Linked DNA regions of Sus scrofa: all the other regions are linked to region 1. Evidence: chromatin contacts called from public Hi-C data. All regions are on one chromosome and are shown on one strand. Each heading gives the region's core, a stretch centred on a gene start, on an enhancer-like site or on the middle of the called end of the contact. The rest is flanking DNA. Distances are from core to core; before and after follow the strand shown.

Region 1 (3,826 bases), core at 469-2,968:
GCAACCTATGCCAGAGCATGTGGCAACATCGGATCCTTAACTCACTGAGTGAGGTCAGGGATTGAACCCGTGTCCTCACAGACACTATGTCAGGGTCTTAACCCACTGAGCCACAGTGGGAACTCCCCAAAGTTACTTCAATTAGTTGTTTTTGGATTTCACTATTTTAAAAATCAGTATATGATTATAACATTTAGAGTGTTTTAGCTTCTTGCAGATTTAAAAAACTGTTCTACTGGAGAGTCAGTATTTTTTCTTTTTTCTGTGATATTATAGTGCTGTTTATAAAAAAGGTATATAATACATTTAGAAGTTCATTTTAATGTGCAGAACTAACTAGAATAAAAAAATTCTGAAGGGTTAGTGGAATCAATTTGAAGGTCAGTATTTTTGGCTACAAAACTATTTTAAAGATAATCATTGTCACCTTCAAGGCAAACTTGATATTTATAAATGTCCTCTGTTAGAACAATAACTAAGCCTATGTGCCACATTCAAGGAAGATTTTCTGAAATTACCTATTCTGTTTCAGATTTGATGGAAACAGCAGTAATGTGCTTGGAACCAACACTGTTTCATAATATATTAATTTTAAAGCCTACTGAATGCCAGGCTCTAAACATAAAAAGATGACACTGTGTAGCACTGGGAACTATGCCTAGTCACTTATGATGGAGCATGATAATGTGTGAAAATAGAATGTGTACATGTACGTGGAACTGAGTCACCATGCGGTACAATAGAAAAAAAATTGCATTGGGGAAATAGCTATTAAAAAAATAATAAAGAGAAGGATTTCAATTCTGCCTTCTAAAAAAACAAAACACTGTCCTACAGTTTGGCGGTGGGGGGAGGAGCTCAAAGCCCAAAGCCTTTGGGCCTTGGACTGGCCCAAAGTTATCTAAGTTAGCCAGGAGACTAACTTTCATTGGGGAGTGTGAGAAAGTTTCATCGCAGTGACAAATGATATGTGAATTGAGGCCGTAAAGGATGTTGAAGGAGTTCTAGTTAATAAGGTAAGGGATAAGGGCATTCCGAACAGAGGGACTTCCAGCCCGGCAAATCACTCCTCTGAGTGGCCCTTGCACGTTGCAAAGAAGCAGGGACCCCTGGCAGGGAGGTGGCCTCGGAGAAAGACACCAGGATTGAATCCTAGCTCATCGCGAGCTGTGCGGCTTTAGACAAGGTGATACAACACAGGCTCAGTGGCGTCGCTCTAAGGATGAAACGACGAAACCTTCGGGAAGTGCGGAGCACACAGCAGATGTTCCATAAACGTTCGCTCCGTTTCCCACCGTGGGAAGCACCTTAGCAGAGCCAGGCACACCTGGCTCTTCGGATCGACTCTGCAGGTGACGAGGTCCTTATTACCTGGATGTCCCGGCTTGCCATAAATGAAGCCTTTCTCATTGCGTTCGGAGGAACGCTGCCATCCAACTGCGGAGAAAAGAAACCACTGACTTTTCACGTAGAAAAGGAGCCAGGGCTCAGCGTGGGGCAGGACAGGGAAGAGGGGAGAGGCCGGGGGGCGGGCGGGAAGAGCCCCACCTCCTGTGAGGTACCAGAGCACCGCGGAGAGTAGGACCCAAGCTCGCATCGTGGCTCAGGGACTAGCGTCGCGGGAGGCGTCGAGGGGCGGGCACCTTCCTACCTCAGCCCCTGCGCAACGCCTCCTCATTGCTGACCAAACCGCCGAGAGGCAGCTTCCCTACCCGTCCGTAGCTACCGCAGGAGCGGACGCGCCGGACAGCGCGTGCGTGCTACCGGGCCTCGCGCGCGTGGGCGGGGCGCAGGGACGAGGGCGGGGCGCAGGGACGTGGGCGGGGCGCAGGGACGTGGGCGGGGCTAGAGCGGGGCGTGGGCAGAGGGCAGGACCCTGGGCTGGTGCAAGCGGGAGGCGAGCGCCCCGCCCCCTTGCGCGCACGCGGCCGCCGTCGTTAGGATGCTTCGCGCCTTCCGTCTGGCGCCATATCCCTGCGCTCTGGGCGGCTTAGTTCTCTGCGAGGGCCCAGAGGGAAGAAAAGAGTACAGGAGAAGAAACCAGGGCCTTGAGTGTTCTGTCACTTACTTAGTCTAGGGACAAGAAAGCCACAGGAGGAACACCATGGCTCTAATGGGGTAGGGCGGGTAGGGGAAGCGATTGAATTAGCACCGAAGAGGGAGAAGCTTGTGAAAATTTCCACCTCATAGGAAGCAGAGAACCCCACGTGGGAACTTCTGTGCCTTTCTTCTCAGGAACTGGCTGAAACTGTGGGCACAATCTTTTTCAAACTCTTTAACACCCGTTTTTTGCTGAACTGTATTCTACCCACAAAACGAAGAAGTCAGCGAACCGCTACTGCGCCAACAAGGCGTCTCCAGGCCTTCACTTTATGGGAACATTTCATCTTCATTTTCATCTTCGAGTATCAGCGATGTTGAGAGACCCCCCGCCCCGCTTGCAAATTTCTCCAGGGTTGAGAAGTCAGCCTGCTTTGAAAAAGGGCCCAATTGAAAGGCAAGGTCCCCACATCGGCTTTTCCGGTCGGAAGGGAGGTTAGGTCAAGATCAGCGAGCTCCAAAATAAAGCGTGCCAGCGTTTTTCACGGGTCCCTTCTTGGCTACTAATTTGGTGGCCTGGAAAGCCCTGTGTATTGTCTGTTTCTTAGCAGCGGGACACCCGCAGTCGTGGTTTTGAGTAGGCTGGTGGGTAGAGAGCCCAAGGTTCAGACAGGGTGCAAAATGATTATTTGGGGTGAGATCAAGAGTTTTCAGTTTTATTTCCTTTGAGCCGAGTCAGTACTTGGACTATCTCAGATGGTCCAGGAGCAACCTTTGTCAGTGATTTCATTTTTAGTCACTGTTAATTTTACCTACATAGCCTAAGCCATGAAATGTGATTCAGTGAGTCAGATCCACCCATGTCAGTTACGGTGTCTAGATTCATGGTTCAGTCTCAACTGTTGTTTCCTTCTTAAAGTGAGGATAAAGAAGATAAATTTAGGCATCCTCTCTGCTTCCCTGGAAGTTTATCATCCAGTTTTAGTTCAAGTACATTGTAAATCCACAGCGTTTTAATAGCTTCCCGGGCATAACTAACTGATCCTTGTAAATCCTGTGTGATCAGCTTGGAACACTGAGAAGCGACTTTAATCAAATGAGTGGTAGTTATTTGTTCAAAGTATCGTCCACTCTTTTAAAATAAACTTAATTTTAGAAGTTTTAAATTTACAGAAAAGTTGTGAAGATAGTACAGAAAGTCCTCATGTACCTCCACCTACTTCCTTACTGTTAGCATTTTCCGTTAATTATGGTACATTTCTCAAAATTAATGAACCAATATTGATAATAAAGTCCATTCTTTATTTAGATTTCCTTAGTTTTTACTAAAGGTCCTTTTTCTGCTCCAAAATCCGAATCAGGATCCCACCTTACGTTTAGTCGTCAGGTCTTCTTGGCTGTGACAAATTGGGTTTGATGACCTTGACAGTTAGTGACAGTTTTGATGACATTGACCTGACTTGAACTGGTCAGATACTTTGCAGAGTGCCTCTCTATTGGAATTTTTCTCATTTTTTTTTTCCATTATTAGACTGGGGCTATAGATTTTGGGGTGGAAGACTACAGAGGTGAAGTGCCATTCTCACCACGTCATATCAAGGGTACATACTGTCAACATGCCTTAACATCACACTGTTCCCTTGATCACCTGGCTGTGGTGGTGTTTGTCTGGTTTCTCTGCTGTAAAGTTACTCTCTCCCCCCTTTTCATAGTGTACTCTTTGGGAGGAAGTCACTATGTGAATCCCACTTATGGAGTAGGGATTTATGTACCACCTCCTTGAGGG
Region 2 (3,826 bases), core at 424-2,923, 100 kb before region 1:
CCCACTGAGCAAGGGCAGGGACCGAACCCGCAACCTCATGGTTCCTAGTCGGATTCGTTAACCACTGCGCCACGACGGGAACTCCTGCTGTCCAACTTTAGAGTAGGAGCTCATGCAGTCAACACTATCACACTCTCAAAACACCACTCAGGTGCATCAATTTGCTTATTTCCATGTGTTTTTTGTTTTGTTTGGTTTTTCAGGGCCTCACCCATGGCATATGGAGGTTCCCAGGCTAGGGGTTGAATTGGAGCTGTAGGTGCCAGCCTATACAACAGCCACAGCATGCCAGATCCACTCTGTGTCTGCGACCTACACCCCAGCTCACGGCAACACTGGATCCTTAACCCACTGAGTGAGGCCAGGGGTCGAACCCGCAACCTCATGGTTCCTAGTCCGATTTGTTTCCTCTGAGCCACAACGGGAACTCCTACTTCAATGTTTTTGAGCGAGGTTCTTATGCAGTTAAGTACAGAGAAAATCAATAAATAGTCTGGTCCTATTTGATCCAGAACAGAAAAACAACATCAAGATCACAATGAGAAGCTCTCACTCTACCCACTCCGAATGTGGACAGGGAGCTCTGAGTAAGAAAAGCGAAATATGAACTTGGAGGAACGAGAGAATGATAGGAAACTGGCAACAGGTGCCGAGGAGAAAAGAAATGGGCTGGGGGTTGTTTAGGTGGAAGGCAAGTACGAGGAACTCAAACAAGGTGTGTAATATATTTAAACTTTAGAAACAGTAGGAGTTTGGGCTTAGAGGAGGAGAAACAGGGCAAAGGGGATCGCGCGGGCATCTCAATTACAGCAACTAGGAAGCAAGATGCTATGTAAAAAGAGCTCTTTTAGGGCAGTTTGCTAAAGGTAGTTAAGACAACAAACCATTCTTAAAACTCGGGGCCAGTATTCTGCGTCATCCTGACCTCCTTCGCACATGACTACACTGGTTTTTAGAGAGGTCAATCATACACTGGGGACGCCAGAATCAGTGTAAAAGGAGTAATAACGTCAGAGGAGAGAATTCAGAAAAGGGAGTCTACGGGCCCAATGACATCTAGTTCTGGACGCAACCCCAGGTTGCGGAGAGGTGTGTGCGAAGGGCCTGAGCCCGGAGAGAAGGCTCGGCTAGTGAGGCTGGGGTCGGAGTGTGAGGGAAGTAGGGGCGGGCACCTGGGGGTGATCTCAACGAACTAGGGGTGGTAGAGGCTGCGCTGGATCACCGCGGCGCTGTCACCCGTGGTCATGGCATGCCCACGGCCCGCGCTCTCGTACCCTCCAAGGTGACGGTGTCCAGCTCTCGCTGGGAGTGCTCAGCCGCCGCCGCTGCCGCCTTGCCATCGGTCTCCCCGGTTGATGCGCCACCGGCCGCTGCCTCTTCTTTCATCTCCACATCTTGAGGGGCTGGGGGCGGCGGTGGTTCCTGCTCCGCTCCGCCGGGCGGTGGCTTTGCCTTGTCCGTGCCACGGCGCCGCGCCGAGCCCTCCTGCTTCATGGCGCCCGGGGTCGCGGCCTAGTCCGGGGACCGAGGCCGGGGCCTCGGGTGAATCCTCGCACCGGAGACCAGGAACCGAGCCGGGCCTGCACACGAGCGCGGGCTCGCGTCGGGCCGCACGATGACGGAGCAGCTGCAAACCCCTTCCCGGCGCTGGGCCTTGTGGGAAATGCCAGGCCGAGTGGGCCAATTGCCGAGTCCACAAAGGGGAGAAAAATCAACAGCCGATGTGCGGATGGAGGCGGATCTTCGAGGAGGAGCGGGGAGGAGCCTGTAGGGGTTTGTCCGGCTTGTTTTGAACTGTTTCTGTGTGTTTTTTTCCTTTGTGTTCCTTTCCGGTGTATTTCTATGTATGTCCGCATGAGGTCCCCTCAGGCCCCCACTGGGTCACTGCGGACTCTAAGCACCCAACTTCGATGAAATGGGTAGGGTCTATCCAAGCGCAGAGCGTGATGACGCCACGAGTTGCCAGGCGAGTTTCATGCCTAAACTCGCTCAATTTGCAGTTCTCAACCGCCGCTTGATGCAACTGGCGCGAGAGAAGAAAAGAAGCTGCGAAGGGATGTTGAGCTAGGCTGTTGGGCTGAAAACTACACCGAATTGGAGACGAGGAAGAACCCCATGGGATTCAGACTTTCTTGTCCGATTTTAGCTAGTGCTGAAAATAAGGCATAAAATCTCTGCAGCCTGGGAGTGCGGATGCGGGGAGAGTGCATTTGCGTATAATCACTTATAATTTAGTAAAATTTAGGGGTCCACTCTATGTGAGGCTCAGGGCTAGCACATTTCAGGGGGCAGGGTGGTGGAAAAAACAAACAAACAAACAAACAAAAAAAAAACAGCTCCAGAAGTTCTCTTTGTGGCTCAGCAGTAACAAACCCGACTAATATACATGAAGATGCAGGTTCAATCCCTGGCCTCGCTCAGCGGCTTAGGAATCTGGCGTTGCCATAAACTGCGGTGTAGGTCGCAGACGTAGCTCGGGTCTGGCATGTTGCTGTGGCTGTGGTGTAGGCTGGCTGCTGCAGCTCGAATTCCAACCCTAGCCTGGGAACTTCCATATGCTGCAGGTGCAGCCCTAAAAAGCAAACAAAAACAAAAAACAAAAAAAAACCCCGCAAACCAACACTCCCCACCCCCCCGCGCGCCAGAAAAAAAACAACCCAGAAAAACAGCTCCAGAGCGTGGTCTGCTGGAAGCTCTGCTCTGGGCTGCCATGTATTGTGATGCTGGACACAAGAGGGTGGAAGATGATGATGGAGACTCTTCACTGTAGTGAAATGGGGAACAGAATAATAGTCTACCTAAGGTGGGCTTAAGAATCCCCCAGGGGAGGAGTTCTCGTCGTGGCGCAGTGGTTAACGAATCCGACTAGGAACCATGAGGTTGCGGGTTCCGTCCTTGCCCTTGCTCAGTGGGTTAACGATCCAGCATTGCCGTGAGCTGTGGTGTAGGTCGCAGACGCGGCTCGGATCCCGCGTTGCTGTGGCTCTGGCGTAGGCTAATGGCTACGGCTCCGATTCGACCCCTAGCCTGGGAACCTCCATATGCCGCGGGAGCGGCCCAAGAAATAGCAAAAAGACAAAAAAAAAAAAAAAAAAAAAAATATATATATATATATATATATATATATATATAAATATATATAAAAAAGAATCCCCCAGGGGAAAAATTTGGACCAGAAACACAGTCTACTTATTTTTCAAAGGAATCCTCTAGTGATTTTTCAAGAGGAAGATACAGGTTCCAATTTATTAAAAGACACAAAACAAAAACTCCTTTCCTATCTTGGAGGTTTTCTTTTTCTTTTTTTCAGTGTACAGCAAGTTTTACTTTGCCCTCAGAGAAAGTGGGTCACCCTGGATAGGGAGAGTGACCTGGGAGGTTTGTGAACTTATTAAAAAAATTTTTATGGCTGCATTGGCGGCTCATGGAAGTTCCCGGACCACGAATTGAATCCGAGACATGACCTATGCAGCTGTGGCCATGCAGGATCCTTTAACCCATTGCCAGGCTGCGGGATCAAACTTGCACCTCTGCAGCCACTGGAGCCACTTCAGTCAATTCTTAACCCACTGCACCAGGATGGGAACTCCTCTTGGAACTTTAGTCTCTTCCATAAATGGAAGTTTTAGACCAGGTCAGATCCTGTAAGACAACCTAGCCCTGGGTAAGGTCCTAGAGGGCAGAGAATATGTTTTAGCCATGTTCTTCTTTATACAGAGAGAGACTATTCTCTGTATCCTCCCCCTTTATACTATTGCAGCAAACAGCTCCTTGTACTAAACAACCATTTGCTAAATGGACAAGTGCATTCTCCGGTTTTAGGGAA
Region 3 (3,826 bases), core at 930-3,429, 84 kb before region 1:
GCTCTGGGGGAGGGGGTGCCCCTAAAAACGCCTGGATTCTTGGAACATCAGGCCTGAAAGGAACCAGAGGCTCCTCTGTTGTTTTTTTTTTCTCTAAGGGCTGCACCCAAAATGCGTGGAAGTTCCCAGGCGAGGGGTCGAATCGGAGCTGCAGCCACCGGCCTACACCACAGCCACAGCCACACCAGGTCCGAGCTGCACCTGTGACCTACGCTGCGGCTTGTGGCAATGCCAGATTCTTAACCCACTGAGTGAGGCCAGGGATCAAACCTGCATCCTCATGGATACTAGTCGGGCTCTTAACTCACTGAGTTACAGAGGGAACTCCAGGGGTCTCCGTTTTGTGATGAGGAAATGAGGACTTAAAAGCTAAAACCGTTCACACTAGAGACACCCCCCTCTTTGCTCCGTCAAGGGCTCTTTTCTCCCTCCCCGCTCACCTTCTTCATGGACGTGGAGCCTGCCTGGAGCATTTCATTAGCTGTGGTGGGAAAGCTGCTCTCACACAGCTAAGCCCACTTGTCCCCCCCAGAGACTGTGACAACCAGGACCCCGGGAGTCTGAGGGAGGGAGGCGGCCACCATGGGTGGGAGGCAGTGCTGTTTTGCCCAGGTGCCTCTTCCTTGGGTGGGTGGGTCACCTCCCTGTACCCTTACCTCCTTTGTGCCCCCCTGGCTCAGAGGGTAGACCCACCTCCCTCCAGGCACCGCCCAACAGAAGCAGGCACTCTGATGCTCTTTGCCTTTGCTCCTCTGCTTGTAGTACCTCCCTCCCCATCTGAAGAATCCCTACTCATCCTTCAAGACTCACTTCCAGTCATTCCTCTGGGACTCCTCCCCCTCCCCCTCAGGCAGCTGGTGACTCCACCCCGTGTTCCCGAAACGCTGTGTACATACCTCTCTTAAACACCTGTCACCTGCTGTGATCTGATCACCTGAGTCTCGCCTACTCCACCGTGACTTCCCAGAGGGCAGGAAGTGGGTCTTAATCATCTCTGCGGCCTCAGCTTGGAGTTCCCGTCATGGCTCAGTGGTTACCGAACCCGACTAATACCCATGAGGATGCAGGTTTGATCCCTGGCCTCGCTCAGTGGGTTAAGGATCTGGTGTTGCCATGAGCTGTGGTGTAGGTCATAGATGTGGCTTGGATCCAGCATTGCTGTGGCTGTGGTATAGGCTGGCAACTGCAGCTCCGATTTGACCCCTCGCCTGGGAACCTCCATATGCTGCAGGTGCGGCCCTAAAAGGACCAAAAAAAACAAAAACAAAAACAAAAAAGAATCCAACTACAGCAGCTCAGGCCGTTGAGTAAGCACAGGTTCGATTCCAGGCTCGGCGCAGTGGGGTAAATTTCCTGTGTCGCCGAAGCTGTGACATGGGTCATAGCTGTGGCTTGGATTCAATCTCTGGCCCAGGAGCTTCCATATGCCATGGGTGCAGCCGTAAATTAAAAAACAAAACAAAACAAAACAAGACAAAAAACCATCAAGGGAATGAATGAATGGGGCCCTGGGAGCCTGGGAGACATAAGCTGGGGTGAGAGGGTCCTGGAGAGCGTGGAACCTGCAAGAACTTGAGGTTCACAGTCTCTGTCTTTGAGCTTCAAGCCAAGGTGCTCTGGCTGGGCAGCCAGCTGGCATAGCTGGATCGCCCCAGGGGTGGAAGAGTTCATGCCAGCAGGTCTGGAACCACCTCACGCCCCTTGTGGGCACCTCATAGCATCAGGGAAGCCGGAGGCACATGCACAGGTTCATGGGGCTGTTCTGCCAACCACACAAGCTTCAGTGTGCTTCCAGCACCCTGATTCCTGGGATGGCCTGATGGGGTGGGACAACTTCCTGAGCAGCCGAATGCAGCTGGGAAGGGCTCAGGCGACTGCTGTATGGTCTTCATCAGAGAAGTGCTCACCTCTCCAGGGCCACTGCTCCCTTCTCTCCCCGAGGCTGGTCAAGGTTCCTACTGCACTGGGCTCTCCCGGCCTCCTAGGCCCTTCTTGTTCCACTCATGTTCGTGTTCATTCCGAGAACACCCCAGCCTCCCCCGCTGTCATCAAGCCCTTACCAGGGAGCTCTTACCAGGGTGTTCGGTCTGGTCCAGCAGCTGGGTCTGTGGCTGCGAGAATGACTCTCCCTCACCAGAACCGGCTGCTCCTTTATGCCTCCGTGGAGGCAAGGATGTAGGCTTCCGGGGACCCCGCCTGCCCCAGTGACCCCACCCCTCTCCTGCTCCACTTCCGGGAGAACAGCATCAACCTGTTCCACGCCGGCGCTGCCCCAGGCCCTGGGCCCTGGCCTCCTGAGGGCTGAGGGGGTGGGTCAGGTGCATGCCAGGCAGGTGCCAGCGTGGGTGGGGGAGCCAAGGCTGAAGGAGAGGTGACCATGGAGGCTTGGCTTGATGGGCTGAGAGGAGAGGAAAGAAGGCACCTTGGAGGGGGCTCAGAGAGAGGCGGCGGGGTTGGGGTGTGTGTGTGTGTGTGTGTGTGTGTGTGTGTGTGTGCGCGCGTGTGCGCGCGCGTGCATGTGTAGATGGGGAAGGCTTCTCTTCCGCCACGGTCATTAGGAAGCATCTAGGATTCATGATGAGGTCTTGCGGGCGTGACGCGGGCGTAAGAAATCCTGTGTGTCTTCCGACCGCAGCAGCAGCAGGCAGCACAGCTGAGAAGTTGTTCTCCCATCTTTCCGCGTGTCGGCCCGCGTATGACCACGCAGCCCATGTGGCTTGGCTCCAGGCACATATTCGCATGTCTGTGTAGCAGAGATGGAGCGAGATCACTTGGTTCCTGTTGTCTCCTGTTCAGCGTCTCTGCTGCTTCTGGAGCAGCGTACATACACACCCGTATCCCTAGGCAAAGGCATGGCAGAGTCAGCGGAAAAGCCCAATGCGCCCATCTGCCGTGCGAATTCACATATGTCATCATCTCAGGTCTTGCTCTTATTTTTTAAAATTTAATATTATTATTATTATTTTCCTTTTAAGGGCACCAGTGGCACATGGAGGTTCCCAGGCTAGGGGTCTAATCGGAGCTGTAGCCACCGGCCTACGCCAGAGCTACAGCAACGCGGGATCCAAGCTGCGTCTGCAACCTACACCACAGCTCATGGCAACGCCGGATCGTTAACCCACTGAGCAAGGGCAGGGATCGAACCCGCAACCTCATGGTTCCTAGTCGGATTCGTTAACCACTGCGCCACGACGGGAACTCCCCCGGAACGCCTCTTTTTATTTCATTTATTTATTTTTTACAATGATTTTTATTGTTTCCATTCCAGCTGGTTTACAGTGTTCTGTCAATTTTCTACTGTACAACAAAGTGACCCAGTGGCACATACATATATACATTCTTTTTCTCACATTATCCTCTATCATAAGTGACTAGATATAGTTTACCTTTCATTTTTAAATTGAAAGAGTTGATTTACAATGCGGTGTTGGTATTAGGTGATGAGCAAAGTCATTCAGTTATGAATGACAGTATATACACATATGTCCATATTCTTTTTCATATTCTTTTCCATTATGGTTTAGTACAGGTTATTGAATATACTTCCCTGTGCTCTACAAAAAGACTTTGTTATTTATATATTTTATTTTATTTTATTATTTATTTTTCTTTTTTATGGCCGCACCCGCAGCATATGGAATTTCCCAGGCTGGGGATGGAATCCGAGCTGTAGCCACCGGCCTACACCACAGCCACATCAACGCCCCATCCGAGCTGCATCTGTGACCTACGCTGCAGCTTGTGGCAACGCCAGATTCTTAACCCACTGAGAGAGGCCAGGGATCGAACCTGCATCCTCATGGGTACTCTGTCGGGTTCTTAACCC

What was found. A called contact is a pair of places that touch in the nucleus more often than the background predicts.
Region 2: a contact with region 1 is called in a Hi-C map of embryonic fibroblasts, with 2.4 times the contacts expected there. The contact joins the promoter of PSMD3 here to the promoter of ZPBP2 in region 1. A contact is called at or near these places in 3 of 5 promoter capture datasets (fetal liver and liver), 4 of 47 Hi-C or Micro-C datasets (embryonic fibroblasts and liver) and 1 of 2 datasets of contacts at active chromatin or transcription factors (alveolar macrophages).
Region 3: a Hi-C map of liver shows a contact between it and region 1, with 1.6 times the contacts expected there. The contact joins the promoter of GSDMA here to the promoter of ZPBP2 in region 1. A contact is called at or near these places in 2 of 5 promoter capture datasets (fetal liver and liver) and 7 of 47 Hi-C or Micro-C datasets (alveolar macrophages, blood, embryonic fibroblasts and 3 more).

What each region holds. Positions count from the first base shown.
Region 1 is chr12:22,461,130-22,464,955 of Sscrofa11.1, forward strand. It overlaps ZPBP2 (zona pellucida binding protein 2), which reads right to left and starts at 1,719. Exons shown (of 7, transcript NM_001164513.1): 1 at 1,549-1,719; 2 at 1,372-1,437. The coding sequence starts at 1,597.
Region 2 is chr12:22,358,877-22,362,702 of Sscrofa11.1, forward strand. PSMD3 (26S proteasome non-ATPase regulatory subunit 3) reads right to left here and starts at 1,674. Exons shown (of 12, transcript XM_003131496.5): 1 at 1,275-1,674. The coding sequence starts at 1,494.
Region 3 is chr12:22,376,944-22,380,769 of Sscrofa11.1, forward strand. GSDMA (gasdermin-A) reads right to left here and starts at 2,180. Exons shown (of 11, transcript XM_013979681.2): 1 at 2,075-2,180.